Linked DNA regions of Mus musculus: regions 2 and 3 are each linked to region 1. Evidence: chromatin contacts called from public Hi-C and HiChIP or PLAC-seq data. All regions are on one chromosome and are shown on one strand. The core of a region is the stretch at or near the end of the contact, and the rest is flanking DNA. Distances in the headings are between cores, read along the strand shown.

Region 1 (3,620 bases), core at 739-3,238:
TCTAACAAACTCCAAAAAGGAGTGAAAAGCCAATCCAACCCAAAGAAATCGTCCAATTCCACAATAAACACAAAGTCTACAGAAAGCACTGCAAAGTTTATAGTCAAGAGCTTTTTACTAAGTCTTTTAGTAACTTTATTTCAAATCCCTTGCAAAGCATTAGGCAACATTTGCTACATTTCAAAAATTATACAACTTAAAGCAATGAGCTTCCCACTTAAGTAAAACACAGCGAAGCTTAAAAACCAGATCATGTGTTTGAAAATGCCTGCAAAATAATACATGCCTGAGGGATCTGGGTGGTTTTCCTACTGAATTAAATTAAGGGCTGGGAGGGGTGCTCTGCAGAGATCCGAGTGAGGGTAATCTTTGTGATTACACAGAGGAGGCCATGGGAACCAAGAAAAGTTAATTCAAGACGAACTTCACTCGAGATGTTGAGAGAAACACACTTGTGATTTTCTAAACTCTGTCAGCACTGGCGATCGTTATCAGTCCGTGTTCCAACAAACCAGACATCTGATCAGAGTTTCTTTGAAAATGGCAGGACATCATCAGCGGTAACAAAGGACAAACAAGGTACTTGCATTCCGAGGCTCGGGCCTTTAGGCTCTCTCCGGGCCTCCCAGCGGACTTCCATTTCCTGCACCTCTGGATTGCCACTGGCTTACTTCCTCCTTACACCTGGGTAAAGGATGCGTCCTCCTTAACAGTTAAAGCTAGAATCCCGAGGCAAATTCAAGGGTTAAAAGTTCAGCGTCTAACCCCAGCAGGGCCTAGAAGCACAATCAGTATCTGTCACAGGCCAAGTTCGGTGCGGCAGATGATTAATTTTCATAAACAACTCTGAAAAGATATGGCATTAGTGATAGGACAGACCCAAGCAAGCTCTGTGGTGGCGGAAAGGCAGCAAGCAGGGCTGACTCGCAGCGGGAGCCACTACACACGTTCATCGCAGTTCCAACCACGCAACAGGTCCACGCACGCAGTGCACCAGCGGCGGGAACCTGGGCACCTGCAGCAGTTCTCCTCCTGCCCAGCACCCCAATGCGGCCACGGGGCTACCGAAGCGGACCAAGCGCCATCTCTCCAGGGCATAGCCCACAGAGATAAGGCCCGGAGCACATTCCTTACAGATGCCAAGATATACTAAAGCTTACTTTCGCGCTGCTGGGTCCCCACATCCTCTGGGACCTGCGTTAGCCCAAAATGAGGAGCTCCAAGCCACTAGCTGGAGAATTGGCTGCTAGCCGATCGCCCCGGGGCGTGATGGGGCGCATGGTCGCCCCCAGCTGGGAACAGTGTGAGCTACCTGGCTTCTCACCTAACCGGCATTAGTTCCCAGACGTGGATCTAAGCCACTTAGTGGACCAGAACGTTTCTCCACTAGCCATGTAACTACTTGTTAAATACCAAGTCTTTCGGTATAAATGAAAAACAACTTTTATTGGAGGATGGGTTTAATCGGGAAGCAGGGGAGGGGGGCACAGGGAGGGCTGAGGGCAGTAGTGGGACCCCGCTGGCCAGAGTCTCCCAGAGCGAAGCAGTCAGCGGAGGAGCGCACGGACCCGGCCACCGCGCCAGGTGAGGCGGGCACTCACCTCGGGGAGCTCCCGGAGCTGGTTGGCGTCCAGCAGCAGCTCCTCCAGGCTGCGGGCATAGCGGTAGATCTCCTCGGGGACGTAGACCAGCGAGCAGTGGCGCTTGTCGATGGCCTCCACATGACGGTTGCACCGCCACAGGGGAATGCAGTGGAACATCGCCGCCTCCACCACCAGAGCCGTGTCCCGCCGAGCCGCGGAGCCCGGGGCTCGGAGCCCGCTCCGCCCGGCCGCCCCGCTGCTCCCCGCCCGCCGCCCGCTCCAAGCTCGTTGCTGGCTCCAAGCTCGCTCGCGCCTCGCAAGGACTCCACCGTCCCGAACGTTCTGAGGAAGCCGCGGGAACCCTCGCCGCGTCCCGCGCCTTCGCCACAGTCGCGAGCGTCCCCTCCCACCGCCCCCTCCGCCGCGCTCCGCTTCCTACTCGCGGCCGCCGCGCACTGGGCATGCGCACTCGGCGGCACGCAGAGGGCGTGTCCCGGCCGGGGATGCTCCGCTCCGGGTTTTCCTGGAGACCCGGCTCCCGGGAGGGTCGGGAGACGGTGCTCCTGCGGTCCTCTCCTCCGCGGGGAGTCGCACAGTGTGCGATTCTGGAGGGAGCCGCGCCCCAAAAAGCTCCTAAGGAGGGCAGGGACCGAAGGCCAGAAGGAGCAGAACAACTTCGGAGTTTTCATTTTACTCACCGTGCTTTTTTTTTTCTTGCTCCCCTTCCCCAAAACAACTTTCTCTTCCGGGGTCAGGAAGTACCGCCCCGCCGAGTACCTTGAGCGCGGGGTAATGAAGGAGTCGGTTCTGGCTTTCCGACACCCCCTCCTCCTAACCCCCGTTTGTGCCCTGTGTCTGCGCACACTCGCTGGCAGGCCCTACGACCTGAGAGCATCTTTGGTGAGCAGGACTTATCTGAGATGTACGTGTCACCAACTTCCTGGTGCCAACAAAAGCATGGATGTCCGTCTTCAAAAATCTTCTAAAAGATGCTCCGAGAAGAAAGGAGATGGCAAAGGTGCGCTTCAGCATTAGCTCCACCTTAGCCAGATGTGCTTTGGGGGCTAACCTGGGCTGAGGTACAGAAAGCACTGGTGCAGGAAGGCAGATGAACCTCCAATAGCTGGCTCCTGTATTTCTTCAACAGCACCCTGCGTCTTACAAAGGGGAGATTGCAACCCACGCTGTAGTTTGGGGCGGGGAGCCCCAAATTTCTTCCTTTGCTCCTCAGAGGTTCCCGTTACCACAGCCAGACATTTGAACCCCTTTTCTTCTGTTTTCAGAGTCAACGATACAAACTAACCAAACTCACTCCACATGAACAGTTGATGACTCCGTTTTAGGCCAAATACAATAGCTAATAGACTGTTTTAAGAGTCTTCTCTGACTCCCCACCCAGCAAAGGAAGCCTTATGCTCCCTCAGCTCAAATCTGGAGTCACCAACATCACAATATGCAGAAGATTGAAAATTGAGCTTGCTTAGTAACCAAGGCAGAGTTTGCTCTGAAACTTTTTTTCATTGTCTCTTCAGTATTTTTAACTGCACAGGGCACTTGCCCAGGGGGAGAGGGGGAGAGATACATAAAGGTTTCGTCTCTATCAGGAGGATCTCTTGTCTTGATTGATGAAGGAGGAAATTTGACCTGTTTTTACCTCAGGATTATCACCTAGACTTGATGGTTACAGCCAGTACCTAATTCCTGCCACTATGCTGACTTCACTTTTTAACCTGACTTGGTGCCTGCATTCTTGAGGCGGACTTTGAGCCTCCACTCCTCCTTCATTCTTGCATTCCAGAAGTGTGTATAAAGCCCATGTCCTGCCACCTCCCATGAAAAACTCTGATTCCTGATTGAGACATCCAAGAAGATACGTCACTAACTTTGTGGGTTTTCCAGCTGGTTTTTTTTTTTTTAAGTTATAGAAAGCTGAGCTACTCAGTTTAATGTTGTTGTATTTTGTTTTGTTTTGTTTTTCAGAAATACACTAGGTTGTTTTAATAAATGATTAGTATGTTTTTAACATATGTCTGGTCT
Region 2 (3,620 bases), core at 554-3,053, 42 kb before region 1:
AACAACCAGTCTACACGGAAGTCAAATGCATAGACTCCAGATGGAAATTTTGAAAACATGAATAAAAACGCATCTCAAGGGTTCTCTGATGTGGGAGGAACTACAAAGAAGAAATCTGCAAGTCTCCAAATGTTTAGTGATAAATCAGAAACAGGAACGGCGACAGAGAAACAAGCAAAGGAGGATGAGTTAATCCCAGAAAATGAATATCACAGGAAGAAAAATCATAACCTAAGTGTAAGACTTGGCTCAGAGGGACACATAACAGTCTCACTCATATACTCCATCTACACTGATAAAACCCAGCAACCGGAACGAGAAAGGCAAGAGGCCCCTGTTCTTCACTGCTATGGATCCTGGCTGCTTAGTATTGTGAAACAACAGCATATGCTGCATGTTTAAACCTAGAAAATGAATTTACAGAAAGTCTATACTAAGATGAGAGGATGCTCCAAATGCTAATATTTAGTAGCCATCTTCACCTTTGTATTGGTTTAAAAAAAAAAGAACTAATATTTGTATAGTGATCCAAAGAGGTGCTGCCTTTTGAAAAGCGAGTGGGTAGCACACGAAAGGCAAAATATTTTCAAGTCTACTGATATACTTCTTTGCACTTCTCATACTAGAGCTGAAAATAGCAAAAGCAAGCATAAATGCACAACTCTATCTTTGCATTATGATGTTAAGATAAAGCTAGGAAGCACACCATGAGTAAAGTAACAGGCTATCCATTGCTAAATAATGCAGAATTATGCAAATAATAAAAACGACTATTACAAACACAATCGAACTTGAAAAGGGTTTACAATGCAAACAAAATTCTAAAAGAAAACAAGATTTCAGGTTCTCTGTAATAGGCCATGCTAACTGCGGGCCCGAGAATCCAGTGAGGATCCATTGGGTAGAATGGAAGCAGATCACAGTTGGGTCAGGTGACAAGAATACTGCATGAATTACTGGTTTTAACATAAAACAAAACAGATTATTTAAACGATCTAAGAATCTGCACAAATGGTTTCACTAATTGGACATATATGATAATGAAAAAGATGTTCAATGGAGGCTAATCCTTGCGATTTCTTTAACCATCAATTGAGATTTATTTTGAGGGACAGCAATCTCTTTATATTAGTTGTCCTAAAGCATTAGCAAACACAAAAGCCATTGAAAAGAGTCACATGTCTGAATAACTGAGCCGGTGCCAATTGTTCAAAGAGTCTGACAGTTTCATAATATAATCAATGTGTTTACTCAAGCGTGAAAAGCTTACTTTGTTTTGCGAGGAAGGCATAACAGCAAAAGTACAAAAGCCATCACCAGTTCCACGCATCCAGCGCTCATTCGTATAGAACCCAAGAAATCAAGTAAATTGGGTGCTCGGGTCTGCAGTAAATAACAAGGACGACAGACAGCCTACAAATCCCACCTCTAAGAGAGGTCAGAACAAGAAAACAAATTTTGTTCCACAGTTTCCAGAGGAAAGCATCCTCACCTACAGCCTGCCCCAAATAGTGCTTTAGTTAGCATGGGAAGGCACATACGAGTTGTAAAAATGCAGTATGCCATGACCTCAAAAGGAAGCCTCAGTAACTCTCCAGTCCTTTACAAAGTAGCCTGATGGATGCCATCGCCGTGTTCAAATGCTCTAAATCACCTGCTGTCTTCCACAGTTCAGGAGGGGTCTGCCACTCAAACTGTGTCACATCGTCAATGTTCAGCTTCCTCACACAGTCAGCGAGAAGGCTTCCTAAGCTATAAGCCCTTCCTTCTGCCTTGTGTCCGAGATGAGCCAGGGCACATGAAGAACAATTTGTGTAGCTCTTCTGGCAGGGTGCCTGAGCACTGAGTGATCATGTGACAGAACTCACTGCTGCACTATTCTTCAAATCTACATGTTTGATTACAGCTCACTGACCCACTTAGACCACATTCTGGGCAATTATATTCAGAGCAACCCCAACTGCCCTAGGTTGTTACAGGGTACCAGGCTTCTTACAGCCACTGTTGTTTTTAGCAGATACTGAGCCTTTCATTCAACAAAACAAAATGTTGTTTCCATTCTCCATCTGACAAGGTCTTTTGCCCTTCTGGGTACTATTAGTACTTCTTTCCCGAATCTGAGAAAGGGCTGCATCCTTTCATGTTACTATATGGACGATCATCAACCAGTTGTTCCCAAGGTGCTGAAATTCCTCCATAATGTAGAAAAGAACTGACAGCATGGGCTCTCATAAGGAACAACAGTGTCAGGAATGCCACAGCTTCTGCACAGCTGTGGCTGAGCTACAAGGACACTTATCGCCATGTTGGAGGTATTCTAATCCCTAACTTAAAGCGCTAATCTTATCGTGTTTTATATAACACAAATCAAGTCCCCTCCCCCCACCCCTCCCGTCCTCAACAAGTTAGGCTGGCTTTTTGATCAATCACTCAGACAGACAGTGCAGAACCAAAAGCATTTCCTACAAAACTCAGGAAAAAGACAGAGGTGCCCACTGTCTCCAGTCTTATCCAACACAGCACTGGAGACTTAGATGGAAGACAAGAGAGAACAAGGGGATGGAGACAAGGAAGATGACATGGAAAACCCCAATACTCCACTGGAAAACCCTAGACACCTTCAGAAAAGTGCCAGGATTCAAAATCAACACACAAAACCCAGCAGCCTTTCTATATACCAATAAATGAACTTGAAGAGGAAGAAATTAGGAGAGAAACAATCTCATTTACAAATAGCTTCAAAAGAAAACAAACTAAGTCTAACAAAGGAGGTGAAAGACCTCTACAGTGAGAACTCTGAGACACTGAAGAAAACAAACACAAGACAGAGACCTCCACAGCTATGTTAGCAAGAGTGATGGTCTGCAGCTGCAACAAATCCTGAACAAAATTCCACTGAGACTCTTTCAGAACTAAGGAAAAACTTTCTAGAACTTACCTGAAAGCATACATTATCCATGAAGGGGAAGAGGTAATGTCAAAGTTCGCTAGAGCTATGGGGACAAAATGTGTCTGTCTGGGCACTAAGTCAAGAACTAGAATAGGGGATGTACAAGCTTGCAATCCCACCAGCAATGGAGGAGTGTTCCTCTTTCTCCACATCCTCGCCAGCATCTGCTGTCACCTGAATTTTTGATCTTAGCCATTCTGACTGGTGTGAGATGGAATCTCAAGGTTGTTTTGATTTGCATTTCCCTGATGATTAAGGATGTTGAACATTTTTTCAAGTGCTTCTCAGTCCTTTGGTATTCCTCAGTTGAGAATTCTTTAGCTCTGTACCCCATTTTTAATGGGGTTATTTGAATTTCTGGAGTCCACCTTCTTGACTTCTTTGTATATATTGGATATTAGTCCCCTATCAGATTTAGGATTGGTAAAAATCCTTTCCCAATCTGTTGGTGGCCTTTTTATCTTATTGACAGTGTCTTTTGCCTTACAGAAGCTTTGCAATTTTATGAGTTCCCATTTGTCAATTCTTGATCTTACAGCACAGGCCATTGCTGTTCTGTTCAGGAATTTTTCCCCTGTGCCCATATCTTCAAGGGTTTTCCCCACTTTCTCCTCTATAAGTTTCAGTGTCTCTGCTTTAATGTGGAGTTCTTTGATCCACTTAAGACTTG
Region 3 (3,620 bases), core at 400-2,899, 48 kb after region 1:
AAACTCTTCCCTAAGAGACAAAACTTGCTAAGTATGATGCTGCTTTTACCAGGAAACCAACATAGGATTTATGTCGCATCCCACTCTGCCCAGATACTTGGAGACAGGCGTGAGCATTGTTTCTAAAATTCTGCTCAGTCAAATAGCAACATGACAACGGCTGCAGAGATCTGTGTCCAGATGTCAAAACTTAATAAAGTAAGAAAAGCCTTATATTTCTGGCCATTATTCTGTTTCTGAGAGCTGTTTTTCTTTCTAAGTTTTCCTCTCCTTTCAAAGCTTAGCTTTTTAAAGGATGCCTAGAAGCCAGACATACTTGATAACTTGATTTTTCTTGTCCTGTTTTGTAAGCAGCTGATCTGTAGCTGGAAATGCTGCACAGAAGTCAAGAAGTAGAGATACTAGAATAGGTGAGAGAAAGACCCAAGTGCAATGAGGGTATGTCAAGTGAGTTCAAAATTCTGGACTGGATTTTACTTGTCTCTGGTGTGTCCTGGACAGTTGGGCCTGATGGACAGATGTATATCGGACTCACACAATGTCATCACTCAAGAAAGTCACTTGACAAATCCAGATTTTGCAAAGAAATGCTGAGGTGTGGCATCAGAGTCACGACAGCACCCAGGAAAATATAACTATGCCCAGATCACCCTCCTACTGCATGTTCTTCATATCTAAGCTTAATGTTTTCAGCACATTCCTCTCACGTCTATTTTCAGCTATATATAAAGGATTAATGAAAATAACTCCATCTCATATGATTAATGTCTCGGAAGTGTATTCCATCTGACAATTAATAGGATATGTGAATAGCTTTAGAAAGATCTCCAGAGGAGTCGGGTAAAGGAAAATGAGATCACATATCTAAGTTTAACATTTGAAAAAATTTTTTTAATATTGACATTGAACCTCAGAGATAAACCTTGGTCAGTGAATATTCATTTTAAAAGAAGTCATACTGTGCAGCTTTCTGACTCACCATGGGAAGGAAGAGTAGATAGGGTTTTAAAGTTCTGGGCTAATGTGGGTTCCATTAAGTGTTGATATTCTCCTACAACAGAAACAGAACCCCAAATGTGTACAACTGTCACCCCTAACCTTTCAAATCTTCTCTAAAAGAAGGCGAACTACTACTTACTTAAAAGACAATTATAAAAGCAAAGAAAATCAAATCAATAACTTACAAACCATTTAGAGCATGCAGTGATGAATGAAGAGTGGTGTAAGACAGGGAGACAATAAAATTCTAAACACTTGTTATTGTTTTTGAGATTACCATATGAATATATATGTCTGCATGTATATATACATCTAGTTGACTTGAAGTGGAGTTATAGAAATTTGCCTATTACAAAAATATATGAGGATTTTACAACTAAGACTAGAGATTGTCTATCATATATCAGGGACTGTGTATTTTCTAAAACTTTAAGAGCACATTATTATACTCAAACATGATTAGTGGTTATTTGAGTGAGTGCAGACAGAGTTACATAAAAACAACAGATGCAAGAACTCCGAGATAGACTCACTAATTGCAGAGGCTGGGGATTTGGAGAAAGAGGTCCAAAATACCCCAGAAGCAGGTGTTCTAGGCATTCCTGTGGCTTGCGTGGGCCTTGGAGGTATTTGATGTGGTAGACAGCAGCTTGCTTGAACGCAGGGCTGAATAAGGCAGTTGGCAAGAGGATTACTGGCTGTGGGGAGTTGCAGATTAGAGAATGAGGAAGAGATGATTCAAGCCCCATGTGGGGCCAACTCAGGCAATGTCAGTTTCTGGCTTTTCAGACCCTCTGCCTGCTCCGGCCTATAATTCAGGTTCTCTGCCACTCTCCCAGCTTACACTGCAGACAGTCTCCCTGAGTGAACCTCCAGCCTGCTCTTCTCCGGACTGCCTCTTTCCTACCTGGGAGCCCCTCCTCCCCACCTCAAGTGGCTTTTCTTGACGGGCTCTTTCTAGTTGTTTAGGACACCTTTTGATTCTTATGTCCTCATAAAGAAGATTCTCCCTCCCCTGTTTCCCCGCTCTGGCCCTCCTGCCCACAAAGTTACATTTCTCTGCACTTTTGTCAGGTTCTGCGTCTTTGTTATTTAAATATTCGCAGTTCCTTGTCTGCTGCTCAAATTGAGATCTATGACAAGGAACTGAATCCCAGCACTGTCCATGCTATAAGCATATATCGGATACTTGACAAATGAATGAATGAATGAATGAATGAATGAATGAATCTCCAAGGTGTCTTCAGTTTGTACCATTTTCTGCTTGATGATCTCATCGCTTAGTGGCATTGGTCCCTTTCCACCAAGATCTGTGAGTTAGTAGTACGTTAGCCAGGACAAATTCTCTTTAGTTTGTTAATTAGCTAATATGATCACTGTACCACGTAACCAAATTCTCTAACCTAGGTAAAAAAAATTATTTTAAGATTTTTGTCTTAAAGCCACACATAGAACATCCATTTCTAACAATATAGAATATGTTTCACATTATAGAATGACTAGAAATGGTGAATAAGTTATGCCAAACACTCCTTTAAGTTTAATATGCAAGTGCTATAAGAAATATTCCTGCAGGGGACTCTTGAATAACGCTGTTTTCTGTGGTCAAGAGATACTTGAAGAATCATCTACTGAGAGGGATGAAGCAGGCACTTGGCTTAGCTCATTTTGGCTTCCACTGGAGGAAAACATCTTCCACCATAATCCACAATCACGACTTTCCTGGGCATGGATGTCGGTTTATCTCCCAGAACTCAAAACTCTTAGTCTGAATAACTGACATATTAATGGATTAATGAACTCTTACCCTTGGGCTGTTTGGCAGAAGCAAATGTTAATCTTTTCTAAAGGAGCACAAACCTAATCCAGGGCTCACAGGAGCCTCACAGGCAGAGGCTTAGACACTGGTCTATAATCCAAGTCTCTGCAACATTCAAAACACACACACACACACACACACACACACACACACACACACACACACACACACACTAGCATGGCAGAATGTATGAATGTCTGGGAATTTCAGGTCAGTCAGGTATCTACTGAATAGTCTAAAATGACTAAGCACATAAAACAATAAAAATTAGGAAAAACAGAACTGCAGAAAATAGCCCAATACAATGCTGATAAATGAAATACGCATTTGTGGACACTCAACAGGTATATAAGGAAGAACAAAGTGAGTATTAGCTAACTAAAAGATTATTCAGGGACCAAGATGGAAAGGATGCCTGAGAGATGCCCCAGACAGATAATATAAGGGGATGTCGATATTTGAATATAATATGACTAAGCCCTGGCTATCCTGGAACTCACTTTGTAGACCAGGCTGGCCTCGAACTCAGAAATCTGCCTGCCTCTGCCTCCCGAGTGCTGGGATTAAAGGCGTATGCCACCACACCCGACTTGCTTTACAAGTTTTTTAAAAGCTTGACTTAACAGATTCAGAAAGTTAAAAAGTGCTAAATGGTATAAGTAAGATCAAATCTGTTTATCCATGGTGCATGGTGTGTGTGTGTGTGTCTGTGTGTGTGTGTGTCTGTGTGTGTGTGTGTCTGTGTAACACTATCCATTCATCTGTATTTCATCATGGACAAGAAGAGCCCAAGAGAACCCAA

Evidence for each region. A called contact is a pair of places that touch in the nucleus more often than the background predicts. HiChIP or PLAC-seq counts read pairs in DNA pulled down with a chosen protein or histone mark.
Region 2: an H3K27ac HiChIP or PLAC-seq map of neural progenitor cells shows a contact between it and region 1, with 4 times the contacts expected there. The contact joins the enhancer-like site here to the promoter of Lrrc1 in region 1. A contact is called at or near these places in 1 of 39 promoter capture datasets (macrophages), 11 of 484 Hi-C or Micro-C datasets (CD4 T cells, CD8 T cells, cerebral cortex and 6 more), 13 of 115 datasets of contacts at active chromatin or transcription factors (astrocytes, cardiomyocytes, embryonic forebrain and 8 more) and 3 of 9 other capture datasets (adipose tissue, liver and pancreatic islet).
Region 3: a contact with region 1 is called in a Hi-C map of DN3 thymocytes, with 2.2 times the contacts expected there. The contact joins the enhancer-like site here to the promoter of Lrrc1 in region 1. A contact is called at or near these places in 3 of 39 promoter capture datasets (the C10 cell line, Sertoli cells and macrophages), 12 of 484 Hi-C or Micro-C datasets (the C10 cell line, DN3 thymocytes, the HPC-7 cell line and 7 more), 3 of 115 datasets of contacts at active chromatin or transcription factors (embryonic stem cells and intestinal villus epithelium) and 3 of 9 other capture datasets (adipose tissue, liver and pancreatic islet).

The regions. Positions count from the first base shown.
Region 1 is chr9:77,542,864-77,546,483 of GRCm38.p6, forward strand. Lrrc1 (leucine rich repeat containing 1) reads right to left here and starts at 1,989. Exons shown (of 14, transcript NM_001146048.1): 1 at 1,602-1,989. The coding sequence starts at 1,760.
Region 2 is chr9:77,501,453-77,505,072 of GRCm38.p6, forward strand. The region is part of intron 1 of Lrrc1 (leucine rich repeat containing 1); the gene reads right to left. Among named protein-coding and RNA genes, the nearest start is that of Lrrc1, 42 kb to the right of the region's middle. Within about 2 kb of position 1,804, at least 53 of the 459 cell types and tissues checked have an H3K27ac peak or open chromatin away from gene starts, as enhancers often do. A contact at or near this core is called in cerebral cortex, embryonic forebrain, forebrain and 3 more, where this site is marked.
Region 3 is chr9:77,590,977-77,594,596 of GRCm38.p6, forward strand. No RefSeq gene overlaps it. Among named protein-coding and RNA genes, the nearest start is that of Klhl31, 44 kb to the right of the region's middle. Within about 2 kb of position 1,650, at least 21 of the 459 cell types and tissues checked have an H3K27ac peak or open chromatin away from gene starts, as enhancers often do. A contact at or near this core is called in DN3 thymocytes, where this site is marked.